Regions from separate parts of the Mus musculus genome. Here all the other regions are linked to region 3. Evidence: chromatin contacts called from public HiCAR-type and promoter capture Hi-C data. All regions are on one chromosome and are shown on one strand. Each heading gives the region's core, a stretch centred on a gene start, on an enhancer-like site or on the middle of the called end of the contact. The rest is flanking DNA. Distances are from core to core; before and after follow the strand shown. Region 1 holds the start of Fgl2 (fibrinogen-like protein 2). Region 2 holds the start of A630072M18Rik (RIKEN cDNA A630072M18 gene). Region 3 holds the start of Pus7 (pseudouridylate synthase 7).

What was found. Promoter capture Hi-C pulls out the DNA fragments that hold promoters and counts their contacts. HiCAR-type assays count read pairs that join an accessible place to other places.
Region 1: a HiCAR-type map of astrocytes shows a contact between it and region 3, with 8 times the contacts expected there. The contact joins the promoter of Fgl2 here to the promoter of Pus7 in region 3. A contact is called at or near these places in 1 of 39 promoter capture datasets (cranial neural crest) and 1 of 115 datasets of contacts at active chromatin or transcription factors (astrocytes).
Region 2: a promoter capture Hi-C map of liver shows a contact between it and region 3, with 4 times the contacts expected there. The contact joins the promoter of A630072M18Rik here to the promoter of Pus7 in region 3. A contact is called at or near these places in 2 of 39 promoter capture datasets (liver and pre-B cells), 1 of 484 Hi-C or Micro-C datasets (B cells) and 1 of 115 datasets of contacts at active chromatin or transcription factors (large pre-B cells).

Annotation. Positions count from the first base shown.
Region 1 is chr5:21,370,411-21,374,337 of GRCm38.p6, reverse strand. Fgl2 (fibrinogen-like protein 2) reads right to left here and starts at 1,665. Exons shown (of 2, transcript NM_008013.4): 1 at 1,030-1,665. The coding sequence starts at 1,621. All of the region lies in intron 2 of Ccdc146 (coiled-coil domain containing 146), which reads left to right.
Region 2 is chr5:20,948,417-20,952,722 of GRCm38.p6, reverse strand. A630072M18Rik (RIKEN cDNA A630072M18 gene) reads right to left here and starts at 1,734. Exons shown (of 1, transcript NR_030699.1): 1 at 1-1,734. It overlaps Rsbn1l (round spermatid basic protein 1-like), which reads left to right and starts at 901. Exons shown (of 8, transcript NM_001080977.1): 1 at 901-1,466. The coding sequence starts at 938.
Region 3 is chr5:23,781,976-23,785,798 of GRCm38.p6, reverse strand. It overlaps Pus7 (pseudouridylate synthase 7), which reads left to right and starts at 2,088. Exons shown (of 16, transcript NM_178403.5): 1 at 2,088-2,287.

The DNA of each region.
Region 1 (3,927 bases), core at 416-2,915, 2.4 Mb after region 3:
TAAGATTCCTGTAAAACACAATAATCTGTTTGCATGTATTTAGAACTCTGGAGAGTCCCAAGCTTTTAGGAGAAAAGTAGGTAACAGAATATTTTTGTGTCATTACAAGTTATATGCCATGTCATATTTAATATACACCTTGTGATGTCTCTTAAACATGAGTGTCTATCTTGGTCATTAGTGATAACATTCTATGACATGATGACCTACCATCTCTAGAGATTCCAAATGAAAGTTATCCCTACTATGTCCCATCGACCTCACAGTCAGGATGAACACAGAGGGTGTGGCAACCCATCCACAAAGGTCCTAGGAATCCAGGAATCCGGACACAGAAGGCTGTTAGGTCTGTGACCTTAAATAGTGTTAACATTCACTAACTGGAATGGTGAGGATGCATATGCACTAAGTCTCAACCCCCGAAGTTCTACACGTGTCCTCATCCCCACCACACACACACACAAAGAGAGAGAGAGGGAGGGAGGGAGGAGAGAGAGAGAGAGAGAGAGAGAGAGAGAGAGAGAGAGAGAGAGAGAGAGAGAAGAGAGAGGAGAGAGGAGAGAGAGAGGAGAGATGCTTCCATGTATAAAAATCTCCCATTCTCACTAGATATTTGAGAACCTAGCACAGCAGATTGTTTGTGAAAGCCTTATAAAGCCCATCAGCCACCCAAGATCTGATTCCCAGGGACCTAAGCAAGCAGAGCCAGGAACCTTGCCATACCTGTCCTGTGTTCAAATATGTGTTCAGATTCCGGGAGGAATCTGTTTCTGCTCGTCTGTTGGTCGACCTAGCAGGGAAGGTCTAGAGACTTGCAAGTGACGGTCTCTAACGAGTACAACTAATAGGATTTTTGTACGTGGATCATTTACCATTTCTGTTGTCTCATTTGAGAAAACACTTGTTTCTCCTGCCATAACTTAACAGGTGAAAGTCTGACTAACTTATGCTCCCTCGGGTTAATGTTTATGGCCACTATCTGGCTATACAGCTTTCATGAACAAACTGTATGACCCTCATTACACCTACCCGGCTGTGACTGCATGTGTTCTTGGCTGGGACACTTGGAACACTTGCCATCCAAACTGTTGACCACAACGGTTAGATTTGCCACTTTGTTGTCCACGTAGTTCTCAATGTTGTTCATATTTACCAGATGGAGCGTCTCCAGGCGCCCCTGCAGCCCCTGGATCTGGTCCTTTGCATTCTTCAGCTCTGAGGACAGCTTGTTCACCTGACTCTCCAGTTCCTGGACTCTACTGTCCTCGGCTGTCTCTGCTCCATTCCCTCCATTCCCGCCGGGATCTCGATGGTCGTCAGCCTGCAACTTACAGTCCTGGCAGGATTTCTTCAGACTGTCCACTGCTTCCTTGAGGGTCCGCACTTCTTTGAGCACCTCCTCCATGCTGCCAAGCTGCCGCGGGAGCTGGATGGTCAGCGTGGGCAGGGTGAGCTGGAAGGGGCACTGGCTCCCCTCGCACCTCCCGCTGCCCTCCAGCCTCGCGGGGCAGGCAGCCTGGGCGCTGGCATCCTCCAGCCCCTCAGTCAGGTTGTGCTCCTCCACCGCTCGGCAGGCAGCGAGGACGGCAGAACTCAGCCACAACCAACCAGGAAGCCTCATCCTTGCAGTGCGGCAGCCCAGCCTGACCAGGCGCTTTAATAGCCACCGCCGCCTGACTCAGGCGTTCTGAGTTCCCAGAAAAGGGCGGGCGCATTTGCATCACAGTCTCAGACGCCACACAGGAGGAGAGGGTCCTCAGCAAGCGCAGCCAGCCAAATGCTGTCATCTCCTGTCAGTCAAAACTATGCACAATAGAATGCCTGCCGTGGGTGCCACGCATTGTATTCAAGATTCACCGTCTGGGTTTTTAGTAAAGCACAAGGAAAGTCTTTTGTTTAAAAAACAGTTGTAATACCAGTGCCCAAAAGATACCATATTATATACTTGGTCCACTAGTGGGGAAAGAGTTGGAACGTCTAAATGTCTGTGAGCTTCTTCCCACTAAATGTCACCAAAATGGAAATGATTCTGTTTCCTCCCTAGTTTGGGAACCTGTTTTCTTTTTGAAGGCTAGACTTTGTGTGAACTCTTAAGTACTTAAAATTGCCCCTAATCAGAACAAAGGTCCGCTCTTTAAATGGATTCTCTGTGTGTGTCTCTCATCTGTTTGTAAAAGGGAAGAGAACTGGCAGAGAATACGGCTGTTTTCTCCTGACTGTGCAGGCTATGTAATCGTCAGTGGTTAAAACACTTGGAAGCACGTCACTCACACATCACAGGCAGTGGCTGTCCTTCCCCATCACTCAGCTCAGGAGCTGGGGGTCTCTCTTAAGTTCATTGTGCATACTGACCTCATAAGGTTTCTTATTAAAAGGGATTTTATTACTTAAAAATTATTTCAGCGTAACTGACACAGATAAACCCAAATTCTTTCTCTGTACTAGTTAAAGGCACTCTGTAATCTATCTCTTATTTATTTAGACTGGGTCTCAAGTAGCTCAGGCTGGCCTTGAACTCCTGATCTCTCTGCCTCTCCCTCCTAAACACAGAGATCACAGGTGTGTACCACCATGTCCAGTTCTCATATTTATATCTCTAACCAGATTTCCCAAGACTTTTCTCTACTGCCTCTTAATTCTAACTGAACTACTCTCTTCAAATTCTCAGAGCAGGGCAGGCAGGCGCACTTTCTATCTGAGAAGTCTGGAATGTTGGCCCTGGCACTGTCTCCAACTGGACATAACACGTATTGGCTTTGCTGAGCCTTCATGCCTGTTACCAGTGCACAAGGAATTTGAATATTTTTTTTCTCCTATAGAAATAACCTATACAGACTGAATGTGCAAAGGGGAAATGTGTGTATGAAGAATTTGTCAGACACGCCTTATGCCTTGTCTTACCGCACTCTCGGGCTCCTACTTTCCCTTCTCATTCCATCCCATGATATCCAAACCGATGTTAGACCCCATTTCACCCTGCCCTCCTTATCCTCTCTCAGGCCAAGGCACTGCCTTGATGTAAGGGAGAAGTGAATAGATGGGTAATTTCAAAGAGAGGAAGAATGACAGATTTAAGTTGTCTCGAAAAGTGGACCTGTATAGGATTAGATTCTGGCACCTTGTTAGCAAGCTCGGGTGCTAATCTCTGTTTACCAGTCAAGAACTTATTCCACTTACTGTATCGTCACCACCATGCTGCCACATATCTACAACATGCTCGCCAACACCTTGCTCATCCATCCATGGACTCATCATATTCTAGTGACCGTGTATTCTATATGAATACACAGCATTCTCCCGAGGACGTGGGCCACATTAGTAAACCTCCACCAACAACAGCACCACCAACACCAACACCACCACCACCAACAACAAATGCCTTTGCTGTTTTAGATACTGAAGGTCTCCTGTTTTCTTCATGACATCTCCCAGCCTGTACTTAGGACTTTCCAACGAAATCCTAAACCCGTTGTAAACAGGACAGAAGCACAGCTTTCTGACTCCTGACATGGGCTCATTGTTCATCTCTTTGAATGGGAGATTGGCTCTTGGGGTTTGTGGTTGACTCTTGAGTTTGCAGTACACCACCTAATTCTCAGAGTGAAAGTGAAAAGCCACTTTGTTTATCCATTTCCTTGGCACTGTCATATGATCTTCAGGATTTTCAACTTAAAAAAAAATCATTGTCCCCTGCTGGTGTGGTGACATCCACTGTAATCTCCTCTCTTAGGAGGCTGAGGCAGAAAGATCAAAGTTTCAAGGACAGCCTGAGCTACATACACAGCAAGATTCTGTCTCAAAATACAACAGATCATCACTGAGATAATCAATTTGTCCTTTGGCGCTTCTGTTCCTTCACTGATGGAGCATAGCATGGCCAACTATCTTCATTTCCTGTAGTTGTGGTAGACACACCCTACGAGTCAA
Region 2 (4,306 bases), core at 485-2,984, 2.8 Mb after region 3:
TGCAGTTTCCTGAAAGGCAACTGTTAGCTGCGGAAAGTAACTGCTAATGTCCCTCTTAGGGGATCAGAAAACTCCTTTTTCTTGCTGAGCTAATATGATCATGTGTTATCTTTACATTCTAATCTCACAAAAGATCTAAGACTTTAAGGCATGCTCTTGTCTAAAGCTTGAACTGTGTTGTAACCCATTCCCCCAAATTCCTTATCTTTTGAGATAAAAATCAAGGTACATGCTTGGCGAAGTTTCATAGCGCTGACTCTGAAATACAGAACTCTAACTGCATTTTCAAACATTTACAAACACCGCTAGTGGCTTTTTCCTGGTGTCGTTTAAAGAATAATTAAAGTGAAAACCTTTAGCACTCAAGCTCAATTTAAAGCCTCCAAACGGTGGGTGATTTTTATCTTCACGATCGGAAGTGATCCAAGTTCCAGCTCTGCAGAAAACTCTCTTTTAAAGTACGAACTTTTACGACCTTAGTTAAAATAAGGCAACTTTTCACCATTTCTGCCTTTGCTGATCGGACTCTCGACAAATTTTCTCCGAGACGAGCAACCCAGAACTCGTTTTTCAGAACCTGCAGAAGGGACCCAAGCCACCTCAAGGTAAAAAGAGAGAGCGGTACAAACAAGGCAAAGTCTTTGAGCGAACGGCAGCGCTACCTCGGTCCGGGCAGATTCGGGGCTCCCGAGCGACGGTCGGGAGATCCTCCCTTCTCAGCGAGCTCTCCATCAGCCGCGCCGAAAAGACCTCTGACCTCCAAATGAAGGTCCGCTCGGTGACCCCACCCCGACGGCTTCTGTCCGCGTCTTTGATTGGTTTGTTCCGGGATCTCTCAGTTTAGCGCGCCCAATGGGAGCTCGGCCTGGACCTAGGCACCCCGCCCCGCGCCCCCGCTCCGGGGAGCGGCGGAGAGTAAATACAACAGGAGCGCAAAATGGCGGAACCGCCGAACCCAGCTCGCGGCGCCGTGGCTCTCCTCTCTGAGAAGGAAGCATCTGGCAAAGTACAGCCTTCCTCGCGGGAGCCGCCGGGCTCTATGTCTGCCAAGAAGGTTCGCACCGAGGAGAAGAAGGCGCCGCGGAGAGTGAACGGGGAGGGGGGCAGCGGCGGGAACGGCGGGCAGCTGCAGCCCCAGAGCTTCGGCAGCCCGGCGGCGTGGAGCTTCGCGGCTCGGCCCGCCGCCTCCTCCTCGTCCACCTCTCGGAGCTGTTACTCTTTCTCCGCCAGCCCGAGCGTCTCCTCAGCCTCCGCTTCCTCGTCTCAGCCGCTGCCGCGCAAACTGCTGGTCACTCCCTCGCTGCTGCACGCTCAGCCTCACCGCGTCCTGCTCCCGCCCGTCGCTCCGCCGGCCGCCGCCAAGCCGCGCAGACCCAAGGAGAAGCGCGAGAAGGAGAAGCGGAGGCAGCACGGCCTCGGCGCCGCCGCCCGGGATGAGAACGGCGAGGCGAAGCCGCTGCCGCGAGGTGGGTGCCGCGCGGGGGAGGGGAGCGCCGGCGGCCGGCGGGGCTGCAGCCTTCCGCGGGGCCAGAAGTAAATGGAGCCTGGAGTTTCGGTCGCCGACCGGGGGGATGGCTGAAACTCCTGGTTTTCGGTGTCGGTTTCGCCTTCCAGTTAACGCGCAGCAGGACGCGCGTGAAGGAGTGGGTCTAGAGGACCCCGCTCCCCGGTGTGTTTTTGGCTGGGGAGGCAGAAGAGAACAGGTCTTTTAAAGATTACGAAAGGGATCGGACTGGATCGCAGGAAATTCATGTTTGCGACGCAGCTTCCAACGCCAGAATATCCTGTCCAAAAAAAAAAAAAAAAAAAAGTGGGTGGTCGGGTGTATTGGCGGAAGCTGGAAGCTCCCAGGGACCACGGGGACCAGGATGTTTCATCCCTACTAGGGAGATGAGGTCGTGCGCAGGGCACCAAGTGTGCGGTTTCTGAGGTGCCCACATTCCATATTGTTAAAGTGTTTTGCGTGGTCCTGTTTTAAATACTACCCTTCAGAAGCTTTCAGCCATATTCTTTTTTTTTTTTTTTCTTCTTTCTTTCTCGTTCAGCAAATGATAAAATCGGATGTTTTGACGTCTTTTGGCCAGATCAAGTGGCTTCAGAGTGTTTCTGCCGGGGGTGGGGTGGGGTGGGGGGGGGGAATTCCCAACTGTTTTTCAGTTTTCTTTTGTAATGTAAGCTAGCAGAGTTTTCCGTATTTTCTTTAAAATGAGGGGTCATTCTAGTCATCTGTGGATATGTAGAGATCTGACTAATACAAAGTGGATATGGGTTGGAAAGTAGATCTTTAGGTGATCACGAGGTTATATAAATATACGTTGTCATTGTCACACATTGTTGTGAAGTATTCCGTTCTGTTTTGGAATGCTGGTGAAATGCCAGTAACCTTGCTGATCTAATGGTACCTTAGATCTTGAAAAATTATCTGAATAGAAAAGTTCATCATTCACAATGTAAAAGAATGCTAACATCTAAGCCAAGCTAATGGTTCGGTGTACCCTTGTTCCCAGTGTAACGCTCTCCTAGGGAGTTGGAGCATTGCCTTAGGAATGCTTTGAGGATGAAATTTAGTTTCCTTCTGCTTAGGAGTTCTAGATGGTTAGTATTTTAAATCTCTATGTTGCAGTGGTTAAATATAAGATTTAAGTTATAAAATGCTGCAGAGTCTGTCCATGTGCAGTTTGGTATCATTCTTCCTTGGGTAAGCTGCGCTTTTGCTTTTCCTGAGTTCTCTGCAGAAGTGAGTGTAGGTATTACATTGTTGGAGTTTTTGAGTGGTGATAGTACCGGCCTAAAATGTGAGATATATCGATATATCTATATGACTTAGTGAGATGTCTGTTAATGGTGATTTTTTACAGTCTTAACTAACATTTAAAATCTATTTGGGAAGGTTAAAATGGAAAGATCAATTTTGTTTTGCCCAAATCCAAGGTTATTTCCCCATGACTTAGAAAGTCTGTAAAGCTAATTGACCATGTTCGTGAGGCAGAATAAAGACAAGATGCAGAACTGAAAGGAAAAAAAAAATCCGTTTGGGAACGTTAAGATGGTTCAGGCACTTACTGTGTAGCTTGACCACCTGATTTTAATTCCCAGGGTCCCTAAGATGGGGAGAATCAGCTCTCCATATGTTGTCCTCTGATCTCCATAGGTCAGCTGTGACACTAGTGTGCCCTTCCAATAAATGTAGTAATCCCTCAGACTTAAACAGTGATAGTCTTTACATCAAGATGTGGGGAAGAGAGTTCCCATGACCTATATGGGATGATTAGATGTTGATGTTTTGTCTTCAAGACAGGGTCTCTTGTATAGCCCCGGTTGTCCTAGAATCACTATGTAGACTGGGGTGACTTCAGAGGATCTGCCTGCCCTCCTGAGTGCTGGGATTTGCAAAGGCATGGGCCACCACACCTGGCTGTATATTCACCACTAACTTTAAATACTTTTATTTTCTTTTGGACAGAAGGACAGAAACACTTATTTTATTGAGAAAAGATTAAATTTAAAAAGATAGCTTTTCATTATTTTGTTGGACTCTAGAGTTTGAGTTTAACTGAATTTGGGTCCTGCTTTAACAAAAAAGTGGTAGCAAAGTATCAGGGTCTAGGTGCGTTTGTTTTACAGGTGCAGTTCAAGTATACACATACTGATTTACAGGACAGTGTTTATTTTCTGTGCATTATATACAGATCTTCCAGAGTGGATGACAGGTGATTAGTTTTTCTTTTTTTTTTTTAAAGATTTACTTATTTTTATTTGAGTACATAGTCGCTATCTTCAGACACACCAGAAGAGGGCGTCAGATCACATTACAGATGGTTGTGAGCCATCATGTGGTTGCTGGGAATTGAACTCAGGACCTCTGGAAGAGCAGTCAGGGCTCTTAACCTCTAAGGCATCTCTCCAGCCCCCAGGTGATTAGTGTTTGAAGTATATACTTTTTAAATGACTCTCTAAGTTGGCTGTCATAGCTCAGTAACTCCTTGATTACCCAGAGCTCATTGATTGAATGGACTTAGTATCAGAAATCAGGTATAAAGACATTTAAGAAAAGTAGATTGTAGTTCTGCATCTCTAAACATTTGCTCTTGTATTTTGTTGTTGTTTGTTTGTTTGTTTGTTTGTTTTTCGAGACAGGGTTTCTCTGTATAGCCCTGGCTGTCCTGGAACTCACTTTGTAGACCAGGCTGGCCTCGAACTCAGAAATCCGCCTGCCTCTGCCTCCCAAGTGCTGGGATTAAAGGCGTTTGCCACCATGCCTGGCTCATATAAGGGTCCAAAGAATCCTTAGAAATGGCCTTTGTCG
Region 3 (3,823 bases), core at 839-3,338:
AAAAAGGAAAAAAAAACAGAAAGAAAGAATTAATAAAATGATTAAAGACAAATGAAAGAATTTAGGTAGGTAACTACAGAGAATAATCTTAGAGGAAGACAATGTAGAAGCCACAAGTCTGAACTAAATATATGTGACTGTAGTGATTTGAATAAGAATGCCCCCATAGGTTCATGTGTGCGAATACTTGGTCTCCAGTTGATAGAACTGTTTGGGAAGCATTAGGAGGAGTGGCCTTGTTGGAGGAGGTGTGGCCTTGTTGGACAAGGTTGTCACAGTCAGTTGGCTTTGAAGTTTCAAAAGCCCACACCATTCCTGACTTTCTCCGCTGTGTACTTGTGGACAAAGATGTGTGCTCCCAGCTGCTGCCTACCTACCAGCTGCCAGGATTACTGTGGACACACCCTCTGAAACTGTAAGACCCAATAAACTCTTCTTTCTATAATTTCCTTTGGAGGTGGTGTCTCATCATAGCAGTAGGACAGTAACTAAGAAGTGACTCATTTAGCTGGATCTTTCTACTAAATCCATATTTTAAAAGCAAGTGTGGGACTCAGGAGACAGTTTAGTCAATACAGTGGGGACCTGTGTTCAGATCCTGCTAGTCATGTAGAAAGCTGGTCACAGCAGATCTGTGTAATCCAAGCAGTAGAGAGACAGAGATAAGATCTTTCGACTTGCCAGCTAACCAGTCCAGTTGAGCTCCAGGATCAATGAAAATTATTTACAAAAAGTAGGGTGAAGGGGCCATGGAGATGGATCGGAGGTAAGGGCACTTGCCAAGCAAGCCTGACGACTTGGCTTCCGTCCCCAGAAACCATGTAAGGTAGAAGGAGAGGACCAGCTTCTGCAGACTATGCTCCAGCCTCCACATGTACGCATGCCCACATCATAAACACACAATAATAATAAGTAACTAAGGTAGAGAGTGAAAGCGGAAAGCACCATGATGGGCCTCAGGTCTCCACAAACTCAGAACTGTACATGGACCTTAGTTTTTGATATTTTGATGGTCTTAGGCAACCCCTTGAAAGGGCCACTGGAACCCCAAGGGGTTAAGGAACTACTGATTGACACCGTTCAGAGTTCCAGTCAGGGAACGATGCTGGTCCTGTACGATTACAATGAACCCAGTCAGGATAGTCCAGCATAGGCATGACCAGGGCTTGTCTCCAAGGTAATTCTAGACTCTGTCAAATTGACAACACTAATCATCACATATGCAAACCTCACATATGTAAAACACATGGTTACAACAAACACCACACACACACACACACACACACACACACACGTCTAAGAGGAATACAAAGATCTGAAATAACAGGATTTTGTTTGTTTTGGTTTGGTTTTCTTTTTCTTTTTTTTTTTTTCTATTTTGTTTTTTCAAGACAGGGTTTCTCTGTATAGCCCTGGCTGTCCTGAAACTCACTCTGTAGACCAGGCTGGCCTCGAACTCAGAAATCTACCTGCTTCTGCTTCCCAAGTGCTGGGATTAACGGTGTGTACCATTACTGCCCAGGTTTTTGTTTGTTTGTTTAAAAAAAACCAAAACAACAGGGTCTTACCTAGGCCATGTTTACCTGGGATTCCTTACATATCCCAAAGTGCCCTTAAGTTTCTGATCCTTCTGTCCATATCACCTGAGTGCTTGGATTATGGGCTTTTGACTCTCCACAAATCTTGATTTATTTTATTATATTTTATTTTACCCTGAGTTGAAATCTGGCAAAATATTAGACCTGAAATGCTATGGAATGCTTTGATTTGGTCAGTTGGCTACTTGAAGCATGAGAAGAAAAATATATTTTATTTTTCTTTACGCCAAAGCATTAACCAGCTATGATGGAATCTTCTTGAAGACAGTCCTCCTGGGGAGCTGTCAAAGGTAAGAAACCCATTCTATTAATATGCACTATTAACCATAGCTGTGAAAGAAGCTCCCATTTAAGCACAATTAACAACTAATAAGGTAGTCTCTGTTTTTGAAGTCCTAAAGGTTTCTTTGCATAAGGCAAGTCACTTCCCAGGCGCCGATGGGCGGAGCGTCCTCGGGAGCGGAGGGCCGGTGGAGCGGGCCCCGCCCCGGGGCGTGGTCGGCGCGGCGCAGCGCCGCACGTGTGCGAGCCCGGCGGCTGGTGGGATAACCCGTCCCTGTGCGTCTCCACGCGGTGCAGCCTGTGCTGGTCGGCGCTGGCCGCCGCCTCCTGCGAGTCACCGCCGCCGCCCTCCCGCGTCCCGAGCCGAGCGTCCTCTTCTCCGCTCGGCCCGCGCCCTCAGGCTCCCGGTAAGTGCTCTGCTTTGCGGCGTGGCCCCAGGCCTCCGGAGAGGCGCGCGGCCGGGGAGGGAGGGCGGCCGTGGTCGCAGCTCGCGCTGCTCCCTGTTTCTCCGCCGCCAGCTCCACCTTCCCCGCTTGTCTTATTTCTGCTCCACGCACCCGGATCCTTGATCCCGGACCCCTAGTTCCCGATCCATGCTCCCCGATCCCGGCTATTCGCCCTGATCCCCGCCGTTCGTTAAGCGGCGCCGCGTCCCGATCCTCTGGCCGCGCCGCTGTGGGCTAGAACCTTCTTTTTCCACTTCTTCCTTGCTTTGTGGTGCCTCAGGCACTCCCCAAACTCAATTCCCTGTTAGAAAAACAAACCAGCCTTCCCCCGGTCCTGCTCAGCGCTCCCAGATCGTCCGAGCAGCCTGCACTGGTCCCGGCCTGGTGCTGGGTACTGGGCGCAGATGTTTTACTTGCTGGGCAGGCCTTAAGGGCCGCTGCTCTTCTCAACCACGGAGAAGCGATCAGGCTGACGTCTGGGGTCTTTTCTCCAACCTCTGCTGGGTGACAGTGCAGGCTACTTATTCTGTGGTCCATACCACCAAGCCCTTCACTGAGGGGCCTTTAAAATGGCCAGCACATGGTTATTGCTCTTAATTACTGCCAGTCAAGGAAGAAGGGTTTAGTTCAAGGCCATTTCTTTAAAAAAGAGATCTCTAAAATATAGGTGCTACTTTGTTTTGTTCCCACTCTTAAACAACAACAAAAATCTGTGGCCATCCGTAAAACACTATGCCTCAATGTCAGGGCAATGGTTTTACTAACGAAGGAGCTGTCAAATATCAGACTGTTCACTGTAGTGAGAAAGAGGGGAAACTATGTGCAGTCATTAGCAAATAACCAACAGTCAGAATTTGTTAACTTAACAAGTTTATTTGAATACATAAACCTCTTTTGTCTTGAGATAGGACTTACTATGTAGACCAGGCTGGCTTGAACTAGAGACACAAGTCTTTCTCAGCCTTTTGAGTGCTGCCCTTATAGGAGAGGGACGGCCACTTGAGTTCCCCTCTGAACATCTCTCTCTCTCTCTCTCTCTCTCTCTCTCTCTCTCTCTCTCTCTCTCTCTCTCTCTCTCTCTCTCTCTCTCTCTTTGGGGGAAGGGTTGAGGCAGAGTCTCTCTGTTATGTGGACTGTCAGTCCTGGAATTCTCTATGTAGACCAGGCTGGCCTGGAGCTGCTAGGCTTGGGTCAGTGCCAGCGTTCAGCACTCGTGTAGGAGGCTGGTTTGATCCAGGGCACCGATGAGCCTGGGATTTGGCGGCATGTCTGTTACCCCATTTCCTAGCTGGGATCTTTGCAGGCTCTGTTCTGCCCCCATGGAGCTCACACAATTTTCAGGTCTACTTTTTTCAAGTCTTTAAAACACCTTTACGGGGGCTTTACCTCAGGCCACCCCATTCTCTGCTTCTAAATGGCTGGCCTGTCCTAATACTGGGTTTGTTTGTTTGTTTGTTTGTTTGCAGCACCGAAGACTGAACTTAGGGCATGCTAGAC